4 separate regions of the Mus musculus genome follow, and all the other regions are linked to region 4. A link is a contact called in public HiChIP or PLAC-seq, Micro-C and promoter capture Hi-C data. All regions are on one chromosome and are shown on one strand. The core of a region is the stretch at or near the end of the contact, and the rest is flanking DNA. Distances in the headings are between cores, read along the strand shown.

The links. Promoter capture Hi-C pulls out the DNA fragments that hold promoters and counts their contacts. Hi-C and Micro-C count contacts between places; a contact is called where the count stands out from the background. HiChIP or PLAC-seq counts read pairs in DNA pulled down with a chosen protein or histone mark.
Region 1: a contact with region 4 is called in a promoter capture Hi-C map of liver, with 1.9 times the contacts expected there. The contact joins the promoter of Pllp here to the promoter of Kifc3 in region 4. A contact is called at or near these places in 1 of 39 promoter capture datasets (liver) and 3 of 115 datasets of contacts at active chromatin or transcription factors (embryonic stem cells and pancreatic cancer cells).
Region 2: an HNF4G HiChIP or PLAC-seq map of pancreatic cancer cells shows a contact between it and region 4. The contact joins the promoter of Ccl17 here to the promoter of Kifc3 in region 4. A contact is called at or near these places in 1 of 484 Hi-C or Micro-C datasets (the G1E-ER4 cell line), 1 of 115 datasets of contacts at active chromatin or transcription factors (pancreatic cancer cells) and 1 of 9 other capture datasets (liver).
Region 3: a Micro-C map of embryonic stem cells shows a contact between it and region 4, with 2.5 times the contacts expected there. The contact joins the promoter of Cfap20 here to the promoter of Kifc3 in region 4. A contact is called at or near these places in 1 of 39 promoter capture datasets (liver), 5 of 484 Hi-C or Micro-C datasets (embryonic stem cells, liver, psoas muscle and 1 more), 2 of 115 datasets of contacts at active chromatin or transcription factors (bone marrow-derived macrophages and pancreatic cancer cells) and 2 of 9 other capture datasets (adipose tissue and liver).

What each region holds. Positions count from the first base shown.
Region 1 is chr8:94,694,801-94,697,500 of GRCm38.p6, forward strand. It overlaps Pllp (plasma membrane proteolipid), which reads right to left and starts at 1,442. Exons shown (of 4, transcript NM_026385.4): 1 at 1,236-1,442. The coding sequence starts at 1,370.
Region 2 is chr8:94,809,190-94,811,929 of GRCm38.p6, forward strand. It overlaps Ccl17 (chemokine (C-C motif) ligand 17), which reads left to right and starts at 1,264. Exons shown (of 3, transcript NM_011332.3): 1 at 1,264-1,382; 2 at 1,997-2,114; 3 at 2,571-2,740. The coding sequence starts at 1,283. The coding sequence ends at 2,664.
Region 3 is chr8:95,433,590-95,436,289 of GRCm38.p6, forward strand. It overlaps Cfap20 (cilia and flagella associated protein 20), which reads right to left and starts at 1,280. Exons shown (of 6, transcript NM_008187.2): 1 at 899-1,280. The coding sequence starts at 982.
Region 4 is chr8:95,141,266-95,143,965 of GRCm38.p6, forward strand. Kifc3 (kinesin family member C3) reads right to left here and starts at 1,292. Exons shown (of 22, transcript NM_001372314.1): 1 at 1,167-1,292. The region is part of intron 1 of Gm31036 (a long non-coding RNA gene); the gene reads left to right.

The DNA of each region.
Region 1 (2,700 bases), core at 192-2,691, 450 kb before region 4:
CACAAGGAATTGGAAGCCAGCTGTGGCTAAGAGGGAATTCAAGACCAATCTGGGCTATATGCGACTCTTGTCTCAAAAAAACAGAAACAAATTGAATCAAACAAAATAAATAAAACAAACAAGGCAATCACCAAGAGCCCAACACTCCAGGGTCGGCAGTGTCTGCGCGGCAGAGTTAAATTGGTCCCAGAAGAGAGCCTCATGCTACCCTCCCTGATCTCATCAAAACCAAACAGTACCCAAAACCACTCCAGGAGAAGACATTAAAATGCAAATTTCTTGCTGCGCTTTTGGAGATTCAAAGAGCAGTTTCACATTTTTTCCGGGGTTGGGGCCCAAGAATCTGAATTTTAAACAAACCCAGGGAGGAGACGGAGGGGGAAGGGGGAAGGGGGAAGGGGGAAGGGCGAAGGCTCACCAAGGAAGATCAGAAATCTCGAAACCAAGATAGTATGTATGCCCTAGGTGGAGATGGCCCAGGAAAGCCTCCCGACTCCCCAGCCCGGCCTGGCAGCCTGGCTCGAGGTGCCCACTGGAGGGATGATGACAGAAACAGATGCATGCCCACCTGCGGTGCTACCCTATTCCTCTACCAGCGGACCTCTCAGTTAATGGAGACCGTTCCCTAGGGGCAGCCACAGGCCTCCAGACCCTCGCAGGAGGGGACTATGAAAAGACAGCTGACATCTCAGAATGCACCCAATGGGAACGGGCAACTCTAGGATCTTCAGCTGGGACCTGCACAGAGTACGGGGGATGGCAGACACGTGGTTTCTTGCCTCTGCGAATCTCCACAGCCCAAGGAAGGAGATTCGACCAGCAGACCCTGGGTAGGTGCCCTGGTGGGAGCGCGCGTGTCAGAGCCACTGATGTGGTGTTCTGCCCTGTCCAGGAGGGCTACAGAGCGGTCGCATTTAGTGGTTAAAGCCGGGTGAAGAGGAGGGCAGTGGACTTTGCCCGGCGGAGAAAGCCAGGGCACGGTCCCAGAGGGAAGGGGGAAGGGTAGAAGAGAAGGGACAGACTGGCGGACAGTTGTGCGCAGCTATCTCAGCTACGGTATCGCCACGGTAACCACCCGGGTAGGGTGTGTATGGTCCCCTCCACAAGAGTCATGCTGTGCTCGCAGGGATGTCACACGAGCGTCCCCAGGTGCAAGCTTCCCGGCGATCTTGGGAGTGAGCGTCCCGGGGGTCCCCGGAGAGTCCCCCATCCAGTCCCCGAGCTACCCGGCTCACCAGCTGCAGAAGCGCGAGCACCCCAAGAGCGGAGCGCACGAAGCCCAGATCCGGTCGCAGCGCAGACACAGAGGCTCCCACGCCCTGCGCGGGGCTGCTGGTCCTCGTGCTCACTTTCGACGGGAACTCCGCCATAGCGATCGCGAGCCTACGACGCTCTGGCCGCGCTCCCGGCGCTGCTCCGGGGCTGCGACTGCGGCTCCGGCTGCTGGCGCTGCTTGGGTACCCTAGACAGAACTCACAGGTGCGCGAAGCCCAGCCCCGCTCCGCCCGAGGCCCCGCCCCTTCTTGAGGCCCCGCCCCTTAACCCTGGGTTCGCCTGTTTGGATAGAGATTTTGAAGAAGTCCGTAGACCGATCTACAGACAGCCAGGCAGGAAAAAATAAATCCAGGTAGTGGCAACTGCTGCTGTGACTGAATCTAACAGGGCGAGGCAGAGTGACCAGGAGATTTTTAGATGGTTGTTTTAGGGTCTCTATTACGGTGGTAGAAAACCATGACCAAAAGCAAATTGGGGAAGAAAGGGTTTATTTGTCTTATGCTTCCATATCATTGCTCATCACTGAAGGAAATCAGGACAGGAACTCAAGCAGGGCAGAGACCTGGAGGCAGGAGCCGATGCAGAGGCCATGGAGGGGTGCTGCTTACTGGCTTGCTTCCCCTGGCTTGCTCAGCCTGCTTTCTTATAGAACCCAGGACCCAGGGATGGCACCGCTCACAATGGACTGGGCCCTCCTCCATCAATCACTGAGAAAATTCTCTACAGGGCTTGCCTAGAGCCCGATCTTATAGAGGCATTTTCTCAATCCAGGTTCCCTCCTCTTGGATTGCTATAGCTTGTATTAAGTTGACAGAAAAGGAAGGAGCACATTAGTCAAGGAAGACCTGTCAGAAGTGGTGACATTTGTGCAGAGGCCTGAATCTGTGAGTAGGAGGAAACCTTGGGAGGATTTAAGTGAGGAGCAAAGGCGCAGTGGCAGGACCAACCTAGGCAGTTGGGGAAATAGAAAGCAGGTCCCCAAAGGGACTGGAGCTGAGCACATGAGGGTGACACTGACCCCCAGTGGGTAAGGACCAGGTCACAGAAGCTGTGTAGGTGACTGTACTATCCTATGGCTCCTTGTGACAACTTATCACAAGCTCAAGGTCCTAACAAAAGTTTCTTCTCAGTGATGGAGGCTAGATATGCAAAGGCATCATCACGGAGACACAGTCATGGTGTCCTGAGCTCAGGCAACCTCTGGGGTACTTTTGCCCACTTTTTGTCTTGAGACAGGAGATTGCTCTGTAATCCAGACTGACTTCATGCTTTTGACATTCCTCGTACCTCAGGTCTTTGCAGGCTGGGATTACAGATGACCTGCCGGCAGGGGATTCTGGTACCCTACCTAGCTCTGCCTCTCCTCGTATCATCAACTCTCCTCTTACTATGCACAAGATATCTCTCTCTCTCTCTCTCTCTCTC
Region 2 (2,740 bases), core at 14-2,513, 330 kb before region 4:
GGCAGGATTGAAGGAAAATGGAGATATGAGAAGGGTAAGGGGCCCCCTCAGCCTGGGTCTGTGTTTCTTGCTGACTGAGAGCCAAAAGTTCTAACAAAATGGCAGGAGGAGCTGGGGTGTGGCTCAGGTTGTAGAGTGTCTGCTAGCACATGAGTGCAAAACACCTATGCACACAAATGTAATAAATAAATGTTAATAAATTAAAATTTTAAAGAGTAAAACACACGGCGGCACATGCCTTATCTGTGAGACACTCTGGGTCACACTGCAAAGCAGTGACATTTCCCTTTATTGTGATAGCGTCTCACCAGCACCTGTGAACCCCGGTAGCTCAGGCTGGCCTCAAACTTGGAACCTTCCTACATCAGCCTCCCCAGTAGCTGGGATGCCGGTTCTTTTTCTCAGTAAACCCTGGCTTTGCTTAATAGTGACTTGTCCTGAAACTCTTTTCTGGGCACTGTTGTTAACAGTCTGGGTATGCTGAAAATTCACACAGATTTCTTAACAGTCTGCTTAAGGCCTGGGGATGCTCTATGGGCTTCTAGGGCAGCCTCTGGCATGCAGCTCCTATAGAGGTGAGCATCGCCCCCCCCACACACACACACACCATTCATTCTGCTCATAACAGAAACGAGGTGGTGCTCTATTTCTGGGAGCTGAGCTTTCCAACCCACTAAAGCACACATGCAGATACACCGTGATTAAAGCCCCTCTCAGCTTAGCCTCCTGGGGTAAGGGCCAGCCTGGGGAAGGACAGGAAGACAGGCTCAGCTTCAGCTGAACCTCTGGGTTCCCCAAAATAGGGTGGGACTAGGCCTCTTCTACTGAACATCCCTGTAACCTGCTCACCCTCCTGTGGACCTTCTGGACCCCAGAGCCCTGACTGGCATAGTCCCTATGATCTCTGTTTGGTCCCCTACCCTGCCTCCACAGGGTACCAGGCACAAAGGAAGTTCACCAGTACTAGGACAAGGGATGAGATGAGTTGAGGCTGAGGCCTTGGATCCTGCTAATAGAGGAACCAAGAAATGTTCCCTTTGAAAAGAGAAGTAAGTCATTGCCCTTACCCCAGACACAGACCCCCTCCCCTGTCCCGAGTCGAGTGACCATTCTCTGGAAAGCCACAAACATTCCCAAGCTGGGCTTCTACTAAGTTATCTCAAATTCTTTGAATTTCTCTAGTCTGGAAGGATTATAGGAGGGGACAGGAAGCGTGGGATAACCTCCAGAGAGGTTAAATAGGTCACCTCAATGCTGGGCACCAAGACAGGCAGAAGGACCCATGAAGACCTTCACCTCAGCTTTTGGTACCATGAGGTCACTTCAGATGCTGCTCCTGGCTGCTCTGCTTCTGGGGACTTTTCTGCAGCATGCCAGAGCTGGTAAGAGCCGGGCACAGACAGGATAGGGCAGATGGGAACCATTCACCCACACAGAGACCAAGGCAGAGACACAAGCTGTGTGACTTATACCCTGTCTGTTCTTAACAGGGGTCACCAGGGGGTGGCCACAGGAGCACTGGAGGGAGGATAATGGTTCTGAGGATGCTGGGATGATGTCAGGTGCCTGACCTGGACACATACCTTATTCTGAGATGTTAGGACATAGTGGCCTTGATTGTGGGCTCATGATGCAGAACGAACGATTCTCAGAATCGCTACCATTTGTTTCATTAATGGGCTTCATGTATCATCAGGGAACAACATAACAACGGAGCATTGGTTCCAAGAATGTATGAAAAGATTTTTATATTTAGTTTAGAACGGGAAGTTGAAATGAGGTTCCTAGATTCAGACAGCTGCATATGCAGACACACACAGATGAATATGCAAACTTGCAGACACAGGAGAGCACACACACACACCAAGAACAAACAGAATACAAAGTACATGCAGTCCCCACCCACAGGCTCACACAGGCATACATCGGAACATTCCATGGGTCCTCAGGCACATGGCCTGACTCTCAGGACACCTGCTTCCTATTGCTCTTCCAGCTCGAGCCACCAATGTAGGCCGAGAGTGCTGCCTGGATTACTTCAAAGGGGCCATTCCTATCAGGAAGTTGGTGAGCTGGTATAAGACCTCAGTGGAGTGTTCCAGGGATGCCATCGTGTGAGTATCCCTCTGTCCCACTCCTCTGCCTAGAACCCAGAGTGGGAAGTGGGTGGGCCTTGGAGTGCCCAGGAAGGCCACTGGGAAAGAAGGAAGAGAGGACAAGCCTGATTCCCCTAAAGGCAGTTTTGGGAACCCAGGGATACTCTTGTACCCCACACAGCTGAGGGGGTCCAACCTCTTTATGTATGGTGAAACTGAGTTTCCAAGATGGATAGGACATCCCAGGTAACAGAGCCAGTAGGCAGTAATACTGTCACCTCTCACTCTGGGTCTGAGCTGAGTAGAGACTAACACACAGCCTGAGGCTCTTTCTCTCAGGCTCAAGGTGCTCTGAGGAGAGAGGAGGCTAGGCATGAAGTCCTACTGCTCAGTGTTCAGGTCAATGCAGATGTGGCTGGTGGCCAAACCCTGAAGGCCTTCCTGGGCTCTTACTCACTGCTTTCTCCTACATAGGTTTCTGACTGTCCAGGGCAAGCTCATCTGTGCAGACCCCAAAGACAAACATGTGAAGAAGGCCATCAGATTGGTGAAAAACCCAAGGCCATGACCTTCCCGCTGAGGCATTTGGAGACGCCAGGGCTGCTGTCCATGGTTTCAACATAAAACGGCCTGTGACCAGCAGA
Region 3 (2,700 bases), core at 30-2,529, 290 kb after region 4:
TGACAAGACACTCCCAACAGGTTTCTCTCAAAGCTGTCCTCAGAACACACGACTGCCTAGCAGTGACAAACAGAAGGCAATGCAGGTACTCTGTCAACCACTGTGTGTCTCAAAGCCCTTCTCTGTGAATTAGGAAAGACATTGTTCTAGTCCTACTACGAATAATCTTGACTTACTCCACCCATTCTATATACATCTCTATGAACACCACACTAGGCATATCACCTCTCTCCATCTTCCCCAGCCGAGGGCAGAACTAAAGATATTCCCTAAATCACCTGGCTTCCACATTAGAGTGACCACTTTATATTCAAAAACAAAACAAAACAAAAAAACGGTCCAGCTCACTGCCCCAGGAATCTTCATGAGAAAAGAAACGGCAAGGCATTTCATCTAGATCTTAATATCTCCAAAAGTGAACAGGGAAGGCCACCATCTCATGTGGCAAGCAAAAACACCATCCATTCTAGAGGACGGCTGGATAAAAATACAGAGGCTTGATACTGGCTCTCGAGAAGCCCCTAACAATCACCTTTTTGCAGGTTTCCCAATGGAGAAGGCCAGTACAGGAAGAATAGTACGGACTCTAAGTTACAGAGGGCTCGCAGCAAGTTCCAAAGGTTTGGCTGTCGACGGATGGAGCTAATGAATGGGATCAGAACAAGTCTGGCTTGGCCGGTGCTCAGGATGTCCGGGGAAAAGGCCCTCCGTATGGAGTGCAGCAACAGTGCTTGGCACCAGCGAACACATGCATGTCTTTCTTCAAAGTGCTATGCGTTTCAAGCTAGGCTGTGGGCACTCTGCCCCCATTCTACTGACCGGGACGTCAAGGCTCGGTAGCCACTCCATCACGTGGGCGGCTAGTCGGCCCCACCCCCGTCCCGCCCCCACCGCTCACCTTTTTGTCCCAGATCTGCAGGGGCTTGCTGCCGATGCTGTAGAGGATGGAAAGGAAGCCACTCTGGAACGTGTTCTTGAACATCTCGCCAGCCGCGGCCCCGCAGCCGCCGCCCTAGGCCCGGGATTGGAGATCGGCACCGAGCGGCGAAAGAGAGCGGGTGCCGCCGGTCCGAAGGTAGGACGCTGAGAGCTGCAGCCACTGACGGCGGGAAGCGGCGGCGTGACGCAGATCCGTAAGCCTCGGTGAGCACCGAGCCACCTCAGCACCGAAACCACAGCAACTGCCGCCCGCGCCGCCGAGCCTGCCGGAGAGGAGGCGGAGCGCCGCCTCGGCCCGCCACGGATCCCTCCGCACGCTTGGGCCCGCCCCTCGGAGGCGCATTGCCCAGTCCTGCCGCAGAAAGAACGGTTTCCGGTTCCTTCCGCCCTTAGGCCCGCCCCTTCCTGCCCCCTCGGGCGCGGAACTTGGTTGCCAAGGGACTATTCCCCGCCCCTCCCCGCCGGGGCCCAGACTTGGTTTAGAACAGCGGAAGGAGACTTTAAGTTTACCTCACGTGTTTACAGTGCCTGCGTGGTGTCATGGGAACCGGGAGGCGCGTGGAGGGGTGGAGTCATGCCAGACCCCTCCCCCGAAGGGCGGGAAGAGTGAGGAAGGTGGCTTTGTGCCAACGACAGATAAATATTATCCCTGGGTGTGTTGACTCCAGATTTTAATCCTAGTACCGGATTAAATCCCAGCAGAGGTAGAAAGATCTCTGAATTTGAGGTCTACATATCGAGCTCCAGGACAGCCAGGACTCAGAGACACCCTGTCGCAAAAAACAAATATTGGTTGGCCCAGGAGAACGTGTGAGCTAATGAACCAGTATTGATTGCCCAATTTACATCATCACCTTTAATTATCAAGTTACAGTGAATGAGCTGCTGTAAAAGCAATACTCTGGGGGAAAGCGTATCTCTTTAAATGCATTGATTCGAAAAGAAGAAAGCCGGAATATTAAGATATAAACAAAAATTAATAAAATCTTAAAAGTGGAATAGTTGAGTTGAACCGACAGCTGATTTTTTTAAAAAAAGTGTGTCAATTTCTGGAATATTGTAGGAAAGACATACGCTGTGTATTTCAAGTAGAAGGAAATCTCAAGTGTGGAAGACTTCCACCAGTCGCTGAGCGTCTTCCTAAATGGTGTTCCACCCAGGCCTGTGTTCTGGCGCACAGAAAAGAGTTTGAAGCACAGACGATCACTTTAGCAATTTTAACGATCATAGTTGCAAAGTTTACACATTTACTATGTGACGGGTATATGTGATGCCTTACCCTGTATTAACTCACTCTACCCTCACACCAAAGCTTTGAGTACTCCAGCCAGAATTTCTAGATATCGTGAAAACTATGTGAATCTATTACTATATAAAAATGAAACTTGTTATATGGAATTAATTTTTGCATGATATCTGGGAATTCTTTATGTACTCTAAGCCAAGTGAATAATTTATAGCTTGATTGTTTTTAAGTTGTTCAAAATATCCTCGGGGCTGGAGAGATGGCTCCGCTGTTAAGAGCACTGGTTGCTCATCCAAAGATCCTGAGTTCAATTCCCAGCAACCCCATGGTGGCTCACAACCATCTGTAATGGGAACTGATGCCCTCTTCTGGCCTGAAGGTGTACATACAGATAGAGAACTCAGAAACAAAACATAAATAAATAGAAATCTTAAACAAAATCCTCAGGAAAAAGATTCAAGATAAGAAATGATGGTATACACTGGAAGGAGAGGCCCATTGGACTTGCAAACTTT
Region 4 (2,700 bases), core at 42-2,541:
ACCAGAGACAGGGCAAAGACTCACTCTCTCTCTCTCTCTCTCTCTCTCTCTCTCTCTCTGTGTGTGTGTGTGTGTGTGTGTGTGTGTGTGTGTGTGTAGACCTCATAGTCACCTATACACCACTGCAGGGGATAGCTTAGTTCTCCTGGGTGAGCATTTGGGGGAGGGGGCATGGCTAGACTGGGTTAGGGTATCCCTGGCACACACATGTTCTGGTGCATCCAGATTTCAAATTTTCTGCTCTCTGGTACCCATACAGACAGCAGAACTTACCATCCCCAAACCCTGAAGTCCAACCACTCCAATACACAAAACCATTCTGGGACTGCATTCCTAGCAAATGACTCTCTCTAGCCAAGGAGACTGCCCCTTTATGAAGGGCATGGGGAATAAGTCCTACCAGACTAGGAAGGGCATTTACCCAGTCTGGGGCAGAAGGACACTAAGGAAGGTGAAGCTAGGGGTAGTCCCAAGGCCCAAGCTTGAGAAATGCATTAAAGTGTGTGTGTATGTTTTGGAAGGGTGACAAATACTACTTAAGAATTTAAATCCAGCTTCCTCTTTAAAATGTCTCAGGACCCGGCCTTTCACTGTGTCAGCCAGAGTTCTCCTGTTACTTGCAGTGGAAAGGCTGAGGGGACAGACAGCTTCTGGGCTCCCCTCCCTGCAGGGATTCCTCAGCCGCAGCTGTCAATGACTTGATCCCTCTCAGCTTGAGAGGGTATTTCTGAGGCCCTCCCTCCTAACCTAGGGGCTGCCGCACCCCACCTCGGGCCTTGCCCGGGGGATGGGGGAGAACTACTCGGGGGACACAGAGGGAGGGCCCAAACAGTAGCCTTCCTGGAAGCGACCCTTGCAGGGGGAGGGGGTTCACTGGTTGACCCGCAGCTCCCAGGTAGGCACTGCACATTCCCCCTCCAAGGAGTCGGTCTTGGTGGCGCTACCCCAGAGGCTGTGCCACCCTCACGCCCAGGTCTCTGCAAGATCCTCCGGTTGGACCAATACAGTGGGAGCCCCGCGCTCAGCCGGGTCTCTTGGGGCCTGATCGCAACACCCACCGGGTCGGGGAAAGAGGGGGTCCTCAGGCAGGGCGGGCGCGGCGCCCAGCAGGAGCGCCGGGAGGAGCCCGTCCCATTCCACCCCCAGCCTGCCGGGACCCGACTCACCGGCCTAGCGGAGACAGGATCCCAGCGCCGCCACCGCAGCGCCCCGGGCTCGGCCCGCTCCGGCCGGCTCCGGCCCGCCCGCCCGCGCGAGGCAGCTCCACGCCGCCGCCGCTGCCTCCTTGGCCCGCCCCGTGCCCGCCCCTCCCGCACTTTCCACAGGAAATGATTAACTCAGGCCGCGGCGCGTTCCCATGGTAACGGGCTCGGGAGGGGGGCACGCGCACTCTCGCGCACGCGCCCACCCCAGGCGCATGCCTCCCCTCTTATCCTACCCATCCACCCGACACAGGCTGGTACACCCTTGTGCGCACACCCACTGGTGCACGAGCCCAGGCGCACCTTGCCTGCCCCTTCCGAGCTGGCTCACACCCTCCACTGCACACCGCGTACCTGCACACTCGCCCTCACCCATTACTCCTACCCAGGAGTTAACGTTAACACTCACCCTCAAAACGGTTTGTACTCCACCCCAAACCCAGGTGCAGAAGTTTCACGCACGCCAGCTAGGATCCACACACAACTGGCACACACACACACACAGACTCACATCTTAATACATTTCCTCACACAAGCTCTTGCACGCGAGATCGAGCACACGCATACCACACGTTCACCTGCTCTGTTACACAGGCGTGCACCCTCTCTCTGTGCCCAGCCTGGCATCCTGCCTTGCCAGCTGCACCCCTGCACCCCCAACCAATAAATATTTTCTTGAGCAGCAGGCTTGGGGTTTGTTAAGGTAACGCATTCCCTTAAGCTCCGGCAAAACAGCTCCACCGTCTGTCTTTAAAAGCTCCTTCCTGGGGCGTCTAGGAGCCACTGAAGAGGCCTGGGGGAGAGAAGGCTCAGGCAGCCAAGAGAGACTGCTGACCCAAAGGAGCCACTCTGTTCTTTGTCTCCCAAACAGAGAGGCATTTATTCCAGCCCCAGTATGCCCACTCCGGAGTGCGGAAGGAGAATGTGCCACAGGAGCCTGTCCCGCAGAGGCTGATGGTCCCCAGATAACCTGAGGAGGGTGAGGGTCTACCCCTTCAGGCTTGCCAGAAATGGCCTAGGAGAGACCTAGGGAGGGCCTTGCTGCCTCCTCTGGGCCTGCTTCCCGCTTCCGCTGCTGAGCCACGTGTCAAGAATCTGGAGCAAAAACAGAGACAAGGACTTAGGCCCCACAGGGTGCCTGGTGCCAGGCCAGGCCTGGCCAGTAGGCCCCCAGCTGGAAGCAAGCACTGTCTCATCTATTGAAGGCTCTATTCGAGGGGAAGGGGTGTGTCCTGCATTTAAGTTTGCATATAAAAGGAGAAACCTTGTCTTCCTTAAGGATTGGGACACTGACATAAACTTCAGTTTCCTTCTAGCAAAGCCAAAGTCAGGTTTTGTTTTGTTTTGTTTTAACTAATAAAAACATTTATTGTTCTCTTTTCTCCAATTAGAAAAGTAATGGATGTTCCTTGTGACTGTGATCCCACCCACTGGGTGTAAGTGCTGCCAACACTTCATTTAGGACAGCCCTTTTCCCTTGTGCACATAATAGACACCA